2 separate regions of the Mus musculus genome follow, and region 2 is linked to region 1. A link is a contact called in public promoter capture Hi-C data. All regions are on one chromosome and are shown on one strand. Each heading gives the region's core, a stretch centred on a gene start, on an enhancer-like site or on the middle of the called end of the contact. The rest is flanking DNA. Distances are from core to core; before and after follow the strand shown. Region 1 holds the start of Muc13 (mucin 13, epithelial transmembrane). Region 2 overlaps Itgb5 (integrin beta 5).

The links. Promoter capture Hi-C pulls out the DNA fragments that hold promoters and counts their contacts.
Region 2: a contact with region 1 is called in a promoter capture Hi-C map of the HPC-7 cell line, with 3 times the contacts expected there. The contact joins the enhancer-like site here to the promoter of Muc13 in region 1. A contact is called at or near these places in 6 of 39 promoter capture datasets (the 3T3-L1 cell line, 3T3-L1-derived adipocytes, the HPC-7 cell line and 3 more) and 3 of 9 other capture datasets (adipose tissue, liver and pancreatic islet).

Annotation. Positions count from the first base shown.
Region 1 is chr16:33,792,181-33,797,124 of GRCm38.p6, forward strand. Muc13 (mucin 13, epithelial transmembrane) reads left to right here and starts at 2,309. Exons shown (of 12, transcript NM_001382834.1): 1 at 2,309-2,395. The coding sequence starts at 2,347. Gm15658 (a long non-coding RNA gene) reads right to left here and starts at 3,959. Exons shown (of 3, transcript XR_003951910.1): 1 at 3,565-3,959; 2 at 2,072-2,466.
Region 2 is chr16:33,925,952-33,930,895 of GRCm38.p6, forward strand. The region is part of intron 10 of Itgb5 (integrin beta 5); the gene reads left to right. Among named protein-coding and RNA genes, the nearest start is that of Umps, 39 kb to the right of the region's middle. Within about 2 kb of position 2,935, at least 16 of the 459 cell types and tissues checked have an H3K27ac peak or open chromatin away from gene starts, as enhancers often do. A contact at or near this core is called in the HPC-7 cell line, where this site is marked.

The DNA of each region.
Region 1 (4,944 bases), core at 1,059-3,558:
AAATACACAAATGATTTGAACAGATAACTTAGAGAGGGAGACACAAACGCCTAAAATAAGCACATGAAATAATTTTCAACATCCTTTGTCATCAGGAGATGTAAACTAAAACTAGATTGAGAAACTACTACCTAATGGTGTGCCTCTGTGCCCAAGCCAGTGTGGCTCCAGAAGTCCTAGACAGTGCTGGCAGAGAGGGTTAGGGGTTCTGGGGTGGCCCACCTTTGTGGCCAAGCCGGCCAGTCCTTAGTAGCCCTGGTAAGCTCCAGGATCACCCACACTGGGGTTAAACCCACACCACTGTGTCCATCTTTTAACATGGATGCCGGGGTCTTGACCGGGTGCTGACTACACTCACACCCCTCTCCCAGCCTCTTTATCATAGTCCTCTTATTTTTTAATATTAATTTTTATTATCTTTAAGACTGTGTGTACATGCCTGCCAGAGGTGTGGATTCCCCTGGAACCTGAGTTACAGGATCAGTTGGGAGCCACCTGGCCGGCGCGTTGAAAGCAGAACACCTGTCATCTGCAAAACCAGGAAGTACTTTTAACCTCTAAGCCGTGTCTTCAGCCCCCTATCGTAGTCTTGAGTGGAGACCCTGGGGACAATAGGAGCTTCTGAGCATTAATATGATTTTTAGATTGAGAACAGAGTTAAGGGTCAGGTTAAAGGACGTGGGGATGGTTGGTGTATCTTCCTCTGGGTGGGGCTGGATCTCAGGAAAGGACTGGATTAAGCAAGCCTTATCAGGTGACAGAGCTGGCTCCTGAGATGGTGGGAGCTCTAGGGTGGGAGAACAAAGGGTTGAGGCAGTGATGCGTGAGCACACATTGAACCCCCAGGTGACAGGGGATAATGACTAAAGGACCCTTTGTGCCAACTCCCATTGAGGAGGACTTCACTCTATTCCCCTAAGTTTTCAGACAGACAGCTCTTCTGAGATCAGTGTCCTGCTTCGGTGACTGACAAGCCCCTCTGGAGAAAGTCTTAGGAGAAGGGGCGCTGGTATGCCTTGTTTCTTCTCTAGAAAGCCCTGTCTCTACCCAGGGCCGTGGACAGAAGGCAGAGCTGAGCGCAGAATGATCGACCAGTAACAATGGGCCTGCTTTGCCAGGAGGAAGCAGCCTTCCTTCTCTTTGTGGGCCTCAACAAAGCTGTCACCCCCACCTCCCTTCTTCCCTTCCCTTTTTTTTAATAGAGAGGAAGGAATGCTTTTAAAAAGTGACTATGATGCCATTCACATGGTGATTGTTCTGTTGCTGTTTGTTTGATTTTATTGTTTTGTTTTGTTTTTTAAAGACAGTCTTAACTAGGCAACCCTGGCCGGCCTGGAACTCTCTCTGTAGAGTAGGCTGGCCTTGAACTCACAGAGATCTGTCTGTCTCTTCTGCTTCCCAAGTTTTCTCTTTGCTTGTGGAATTTCAAATTGGCCTCTGTTAAAATTGGACCCACGACAGACGGTGGGCCAAGGTGGTTATGGGAAAGGGAGCCTACCGTCAATAACCTTCAAGCCTGCTTCTAATAGGAGCATGACAACTGGGGTCTATGTCCAGTTAAAGTGATATGTGAGATGGAGGGAAGCTTGGAAACGTTAGCTCTAGAAGTTTCTAGAAGTGACCATTAGGAAAAGCCCAGTGTGGGAGTCCACAGCAAAAGATGACACAAGTCAAGTCATAAATAGTTGGAGAAAACATGAAAGGACTTTTCAGGTATTCTTGGAACAGCAGGTAGAGAAAATAGAATTCTTTGCAGTCAAATGGTGGGGAGTTGGGGAGGGGAGGGCCCAGAAGATGACTCAGAGTTAAAGGCATCTGCCACTAAGCCTGATGACCTGAATTCCATCCCATGATCCCACATGGTGAAGGGTCAAGAATCAACCCTTCCCACCATCCTCTGGCAGCTACATGAGCACTGTGGTGTGCACACACAAAATAAGAAGGGGTCAGAGGTAAGGCAATCATCGTTCTCGGCTAGATTACTGAGTGTTTAGAGAGACAGTAGTAGGCTCTGGGGAGGCGATAGGTCTACCATTCCCAAGATATAGAGAGATTAGCTGAATACACTCACCTTTGACCTTGCAAGGATTTCTAAAGAGAACTCAGACTTCTACAGTTGTCCTGGACTTTGAGTCAAGGATATCAACCTGAAGCTGGGCTCAAGTGACCTGACTCTGAGGTTGGAAGCAGCCCATGCTGTACGACCAGAGACCAGATCCTGACCACGAATTGCCTTTGCCTCTATCAGTTAATGAGTGGACTTCGGACTTGAAAGACAGTTAAAACTCCAGGCAGCGAAGGAGAGGACACATTTCCTCCTTGGATTATCAAGCAAGAGCAGCTACCATGAAAGGCTTCCTGCTTCTCTCTCTCAGTCTCCTTTTGGTGACCGTGGGTAAGAAACTCCTTTTTTGTTATTTTGTGGTTGCTTCTGTAACTTGATAAGTTGAATTGGTATCGTAGTCTCTGAAACAGAAACAGCAGGCTTGATCCTACAACTTTTTAAAGTGGCTGCTAGTCTTGACTTGGGGCCATTTCTTGACTAGCTCAGCTCGGAGATGCTGACATTTTCATCTGTGACCCCCAAGACAGCAGAGGCAAAAGAAGTCTATGGCTGACATTGGGACACAGCAGGGCAGAGGTTTGTCTGAAGTTGGATAAAGATGACTCAGTCGTGCAAGGATGAGGTTAGCAAGCTGGATCTAGATCTGTTCCTGTGATCATCAGAGAGTCAGACCTGGAGGGGTCGGGGATATGTCTGTTTTCACCAACACTTGAAACTGGGGATCTCTGGCCAAAAAGAGCAATCCCAGTGGGGGTTAGAGCCCCTACAGGTGTTCTTCTTCTGGACTAGGGAGAGTTTATCTGGGTTTGAGTAGGTAAGGAATTTGTCCCCCACCCCACCCCATTCTGAGAGAAATCCAGATCTAGACGTCAAATGCAAGAAAGGAATAAGGCATTGGAGGCAGTGGAAGGGGGAAGAGAAATTGAGTTCAATGTAAAGGACCACTTGACTTGCTTTGTTTGGGGGATGGAATCTCGTGCTACCAAGGTTAAACTGAACTCTCCATACAGTAGATGAACTTCTGATCCAACTGCCTTGGAGTGCTGGGTTATAGGTATGAGCCAACATACATGGCAAGATAGGAGCTTTTGAAACCTCTTACTACATTTAATTACCATACATGTGGAGGACATCGGACAACTCCCAGAAAGTGGTTTCTCTCCTCCCACCCCCTGAGTGAGATTGAACACAGCCGGCCAGCCTTGGCAGCAGGCTTCTTTTCTTTCTTTCTTTTTTTTCTTCTTAATTTTTTTATTATTTAAATGCATTTTATACATCAAACACATTAATAATATTGAGTATTTTGAGAATCAAATAACATTAAAAATGTGTTCAACTTTTATATTCATATCCTTTCATACCCTAAAAATATCATTAATGGATATTTAATACTATCCATAAGCAAACTTCTTTCTTTATTCCCTGGACCAATATTTTTTTTTTGATCTGCTTTTAAGATTGGGGGAGAAGAGCTGTCCTAAGAGGAGGGTAGGCCTCACCAGATCTCCTCTGCCAAGCCTGGGTGCTGTGGCCAAGTCTTCAGGTCCCAATTAGAACTGATAAGATCTACGTGATTTTCTGGAGTCACCATGAAGAAGAAATGCCTTCTGTAAGACATAAGGGTACTGAGAAGGGAATCCTTTGCTGGGAAGGCTTGGGGAAATGGCTAGAGGTTAGAGAATTCGTAGTCATGGATCTCAAGGTACCTTAGAGGTGTAGAAAGGAGACTTGGGCCAGAGAATTCCCCCAGCAGGGTACAGGAGCAGGCTCCACACTTCAGAGCTTGGTAGGCAGGGATCCAAATACAGTGTAGTCGGTTACTAGCTGTGGTTTCTCCTTCCGTAATAACAGAGGAGACAGCCCACAGCAGGAAGCTTAGGCTCACAGCACTGTATCTGCCATCGGATCCAATATTTAAACATTTGTGTTTGCTCTTGCTTGCGTATGTTCCATGTCGGTCTCAGCAGTTGAGGACAGGAGGTGGATCTTATACACCTTCCACCTGTCTCACCCAGAAATGTCATAAGGACTTCCTGAACAATGAGGACATGCTCAGATGACATCTTAAGCCCCCTCAGGATCCATTTGCCAGCGTTTTGCTTCCCCTGAGCACTAGGGCTCCTCTTTCCCATGGCATCTAGTGAGAGCCAGCATCTCTTACTATTGAGGACTTCTGTCTGTCAGAAGCATTTTAGTATGGCTCTCAGCTAGCATTGGGTACCATGTGCTCTGGGCAGATGGTGGTCCTAGAGTGTTCTCCAGAAAAGAACCCATAAAAAGAACTTTTTTTTCTCATTTAAGTCAATAGTTGGCACCCTATAGTTGATCTATAGCTGTAGGGTTATTACTGTGGTGTGGGTTAGAAAGCAGCTCTCAGATCTGAGGAAACAGAAAGATGGAAGCTGGGGCTGGAGAGATGCCTCAGTAGCTAAGAGTGTTTATAGTTCTTGTAGAGGACCGGGGCTCACCTCTCAACTGGAACTCCAGTTGTATAGGATCCAATAGCCTCTTCTGACTTCCATAGGCTCATGCATGCCTCTCCACAGACCTCTGACAAAGTTGTAGTTCAAACAGTGCCATGGACAAATCATCTCAACCAATGCCCACGGGCTCTTCACAGGTGGCATTTGTGTCTGTCTCACAGGGTCACATCAGGTATAGGGTAAGCCCTTGATAAATGAGAAAGTCCCAGGAGATGTGAGGCAGTGGGCCACGTGACTGTGGTCAGCTAGTGACGATTTTCTTGGTGATGGAAAAACAATTGCTTATCTCTTTGTCTCTTCTAGTTACTAGTAGCCAAGCCCTGTCCAAGGTGAAGAACTGGGCCTTGCCTGGAGCATCTTATGGTCCCTGGGGGAATCATAGTGAACATTAGCATC
Region 2 (4,944 bases), core at 1,685-4,184, 130 kb after region 1:
GACAGTAGTCCTCTTTGCCTTCACAACAAGATGTAGAACTCTTGGCTTCTTCTCCAGCACCTATCTAGATGCTGCCATGCTTCCTGTCATTGATGATAATCAACTGAACCCCTGAACCTATAAGCCAGCCCCAATTAAATATTGTCCTTTATAAGAGTTACCTTGGTCATGATGTCTGTTCTTAGCAATGGAAACCTTAACTAAGACAAGCACCTTGTCAATGAACCAAGATTGGGGCATAGTTAACCCCAAAAGGACCTGTAGGCTTTCCATGGAAGCTCCTAGGAGAATCACGATTGTTTCACACATTTAAACGTGTATGCAGAAACTCACTGAGTGTTATATTCAGATTCTACTGTTAAAAATAAGGTTACACATGTGCACACACACACACACACACACACACAGGCATGCATATATGTCCTTATAGACACACGGAGACACTCGCCCACACGTCTTCATGAAAGAGGATCCCTCTTCTTCCAAATAGAGAACATCAAGAACTCTAGTACTAATTTTCCCATCGTGCGGTCAGGCGATCTGGGGCTCTTGCATCTAGTCAGCTCTGGCAGTTTGTGCCTAGAGAAAGCTGTCTGGGAAAGTCAGAGCTGGGGGAGGGGGGTAAGAACCTTGTGCCACTAAGGACATGTCGGCCATGTCTTCCTCAGTTTGTCTTAGGCATGCTGCTACCTACTGTACAATAAGAACCTGATACACATGCAGCTGATGTGCATTAGTTGCCACTACGCCAAGTGTTATTCTAGATGCAGGACTTGGAGTCATGAGTGAATTTCTGAGATTTTGTTGCCTCTGGAATTTTCCGCTGGGGTTAAAGCGTGGGCGTATAAAGTATCTCAAGCTTCTCCCTGCATGTTCTGGATGTTTCCGTGAGCTTGGAAGATGACAAGCAGTGGGGCAGGCCATATACCGGTGCCTGCCTTGCTCTGAGCTCTGAGTTCAGCTCCTGGGAACAAAATTCTCACTGCTCTGGTCCTATTTCCAGAAACTTCTTAGCCAGGTTATCGGTGATTCTGAGAATGGGATGTCTAAGCGCTGGGTCTCCCCTGTCTTTTCTCTCTGTTTAGAAAGGGATAAATGATAGCCGGGCAGTGGTGGTGCACGCCTTTAATCCCAGCACTCGGGAGGCAGAGGCAGGCGGATTTCTGAGTTCGAGGCCAGCCTGGTCTACAGAGTGAGTTCCAGGACAGCCAGGGCTACACAGAGAAACCCTGTCTCGAAAAGAGAGAGAGAGAGAGGAATGCAAATATAAGATCTAAGCCCAGGCTTCTGCTTTCCAGCTTCAGGCCCGATCTGTAAACTGATGAAGTTTGACTAAAGAAGGACACAATGGCATTTAATAAGCTAAAGATGCAAATTTAAAGAGACCGTGAGGATGCCAAAGCTTAGGTCTCTGTCATATGGGTATAGATGCTATTAGCCTTTAAGCGTCCTAGGATAATGGTGTTAGAAAATTTTCCACTCTTCTTCAATTTGGAAGTCTGAGAGACCTCTGGTGGTGCAAACAGTTATTCCTAATGTGGTTTCCGTCTCTGTCTCAGGAAAGGAGCCAATGTTTGTTTTTGTTTTGGTCCTGGTTTTGGGTACTCCGGTGCACTCTATTCTTGGCAGGGGCAGGGCAGGATGTGAGGGTGCTTTGTGTCCTTGGAGGTGAGTGTCCCTTCCTGGGAACGCTGCCCTTGGAGCACCACCGAGATTCAAGTATTCCCTGGAGTCTGGAATGGCTCAGGATGCTTTCCTTCCTCTTTCTGGGGTACAGTTGACCTCTAAGCTCATCCACAACCCTACCCCACAAAGTCTAAAGGAACTCAGCCATGTCCTGTGCTAAGGAAGTCCTAGGCAGGGGCTACTTGATTGCACAGAGCTGACCTTAGGCAGCAGGCAAGCCTAATAATGGAGGGAGACTATTTTAAAGCACTTCTTACAAGGTTGGAGAGATGGCTTGGGGGTGAAGAACACTGGCTGCTCTTTCAGAGAGCCTGGGTTTGGTTCCCAGCATCCATCTGGCAGCTAATAATTATAACTAATTCTAGAGGCCCTCTATGCCACCTTCTGGCCTGTGCACATACACACATGGACTCATGCACATAAAATAAATAAATGCTTTTTAAAGCTCTTTGATGACCTGGATATTGCGTCCTTGGAAATAGATGGATGCTAGTGTTTTGCATTCATCACTAGTAAGCACTAAACAGGAGGGTGTTTTCTTTGTTTTACATTGCAAGACTTTCCTAATAGAACTGGCTACACATAGTAGGTCAATATGTATTATCTACTTTGCGGAAACTGAGGCCCAGAACCTAGACTAAAGTTCTTTAAATTAGAGAGAGAGAGAGAGAGAGAGAGAGAGAGAGAGAGAGAGATCTTGCTATATGATCCAGGCTGGTCTTAACCTACTGGGCTTAAGCAGTTCCTCCTGCTTCAACCTCTAGACTAGCTGGGAGGTGTGCACCACCCTGTCTCACCTGCTCCGTGTGGCTCTTGACTGTAGAGTCAAACCAGAAAGAAGAGCCTTGTACTGCCACTTGCACTGTGGTCATTTCTTGCCTAAGTTTGACTAGTTTGACCCTTTGGCCAAACCTCTGGATTCCTGGTTCCACCCTCAACACCATCACTCTACATTGAGCCCCACATTTCTAAGTCATGCCCAGTTAGTCTTTATCTAAACAAGTCTCTCTTGAGTTAGATTTCATCAGTCACAGCAGACTTCCCCTGTCTCCCTCATGGCTGGGATACTATCATCATGGACATAAGGGGCCAGGAAGGCAATGGTACTCTTTGGAAGGACTCTGTGACCATTAACAATGGAGTCTCAGCCTCCATTACAGAAGTGTGGCTTAAAGCAGTGCCATCCTGGTTTTGTCAGAGTGATCATAGTTTGCTCTTCAGACACGAGCTTGTGGTCCAGACACAGGAAAGGCAGGAGGAGGGTGGGAGCCACTCCTGGGGAAGTACCATCAGTTGGCTGTTTTATCAACAGTAAGCCAAGGACAGGGATAGCTGGCCCAAGGCCAAGAATGCATCAGTGTGTGTGAGTGCCAGATGATGTGTGTGCTGGGAGATTGGAACATTGTATAGGCAACAGAGCGGGGTACAAAGCCTTTGGCTTCTGTTCAACTGTGTCTGTGGAAAAGGAGTGAAGGAGAAGCCTCCGTTCTCCTCTTTGGGGTACCCTAACCGTCGAGAATCACACTGAAGTCTAGAGGTCAGTGTTTTGTCATGCTCATTGTTGGCTTAGGGTCTTAGGGTCTGTCCGGCCATCAGCAGCACATCCTGAGTGTCTTCTGAGAGCCGGAAACCATGGTAGCTAGGCACCAGGTGCACACAAATACAAGACTGGTCTTGTATGGCTCTGTGGGCTCGTGGGATAAGCAAGGTACAGGAAAAGGAAAGGAATACACTCTCCCTATTCATCAAGTGTCAGCTGTTTGTTGTTGGTTTTTTTCGAGACAGTGCTGCACTGCATAACACTTGCTGGCCTGGAATGTTCTATATAGACCAGGCTGGCCTCAAAGCTGTGTTGATTCCTCCTGCTTCTCCCAAATGAGTGCAGAGAATAGGGGAGTATGCTTCCACGCCTGACCAGTCAGCTTTCAAACATGTTGCAGTCTGAAGGGAGGAAGAGAAAGTAGGAGAGGAGGAGAGAAGGGGTAGGAAGGTCAGGAAGAAAGAACAAACGTGCTCCCACCGAGCTGTGTGCTCCCATCTCCCCTCTCTGTTCACAGCCGAGTCTCTCAGGACAGCTGTCTGCAGGCACTGGCTTCCCATCAGACCTGAGCTCAGTCCCGTTTAGATTCAACCCACATCTCCTTCACCATTGTCCTGGCAATACTCTTGACCTACCTTCAGTCTCTAGCCAGCCTCCAGGGTGGGAGTTCCTCACCCCGTTCTCTCTAGGGTACCCCTTCAACAATCAGATTGCTCAACTGATCACTGAATTCTGGGAGCCTCTTGCATGTTCTTACTCTAGTATGTCCCCAGCTGAATTCTGTCCTTCCTCTCAGCATGGCTCTCCCAGGTCTCTTTGTCTCGCCTCAGGGCAGAAGCCTAAAAGCTACCCTGTATCCTGCCTTCTCCCATCCATCTGCTGCTGCCCTTTTCCTACCCCCTTTGAAGGCTTAACATTTCTCCACCTCTGCTTCTACCGTCCCCGTCTGTGTGTTGGCCGTACTGCAGCCAGAGTGATGGATCCAAAATGAAACTCTGCTCATGTCCAGACTCTTTGAGAGGCTAACCAGACCCAGAGATGCCTAAAGAGATGGATCAGGGCTGGAAAGTTGGCTCAGTGGTTAAGAGCTCTGGCTGGTCTTGCAAAGGACCCAGGTCCAATTCCCAGCACCCACATAGCAGCTCACAATCGTCTGTAGTATTAGTTCCAGGGCATCTGACACCCTCGCACGCACACATATACAAGCGGGCAGAACACCAAATGTATATTAAAATAAAATAAATCGTTAGAAGAAGAAAGAGAAACAGGAGCAGGTGAAATGACTTCAGGAGGAGCGGAGGGGGTCCTGCGTTAGACTTCCTTGCAAGTTGTGCAGGAGGTGGAAATGCAGATGTTATATTCTGAGGAGGAGGAGGGAGAAGGGGAAGGGGAGGAGGGGGAAGAAGAGCCACTGAAGGCTCTATAGCTGAAGTGTGTATAGCACTGCCTGGTTCACATTACAGTTGAGATCTCAGAGACAGTTCCTTGGAAGCTGGGCAGACACAGGATGGACCTGCCTGAGCTAGGGCATGGTGCTCTGGAAAGCCTGGCTCCTAGGAGCTCATCCTTGGGTACCCTGGCCCTGAAGGATCATGCCAAGCTCCTGCCAGGTCCTGACCACCCACTCCCACTCATACTTCTGGCCCTCAGCCCCAAGGAGCTTACATTCCCGCCCTTCCCTCTAGGCTGCCTGCTAAGTTGGATGTTCTCCATCCTCC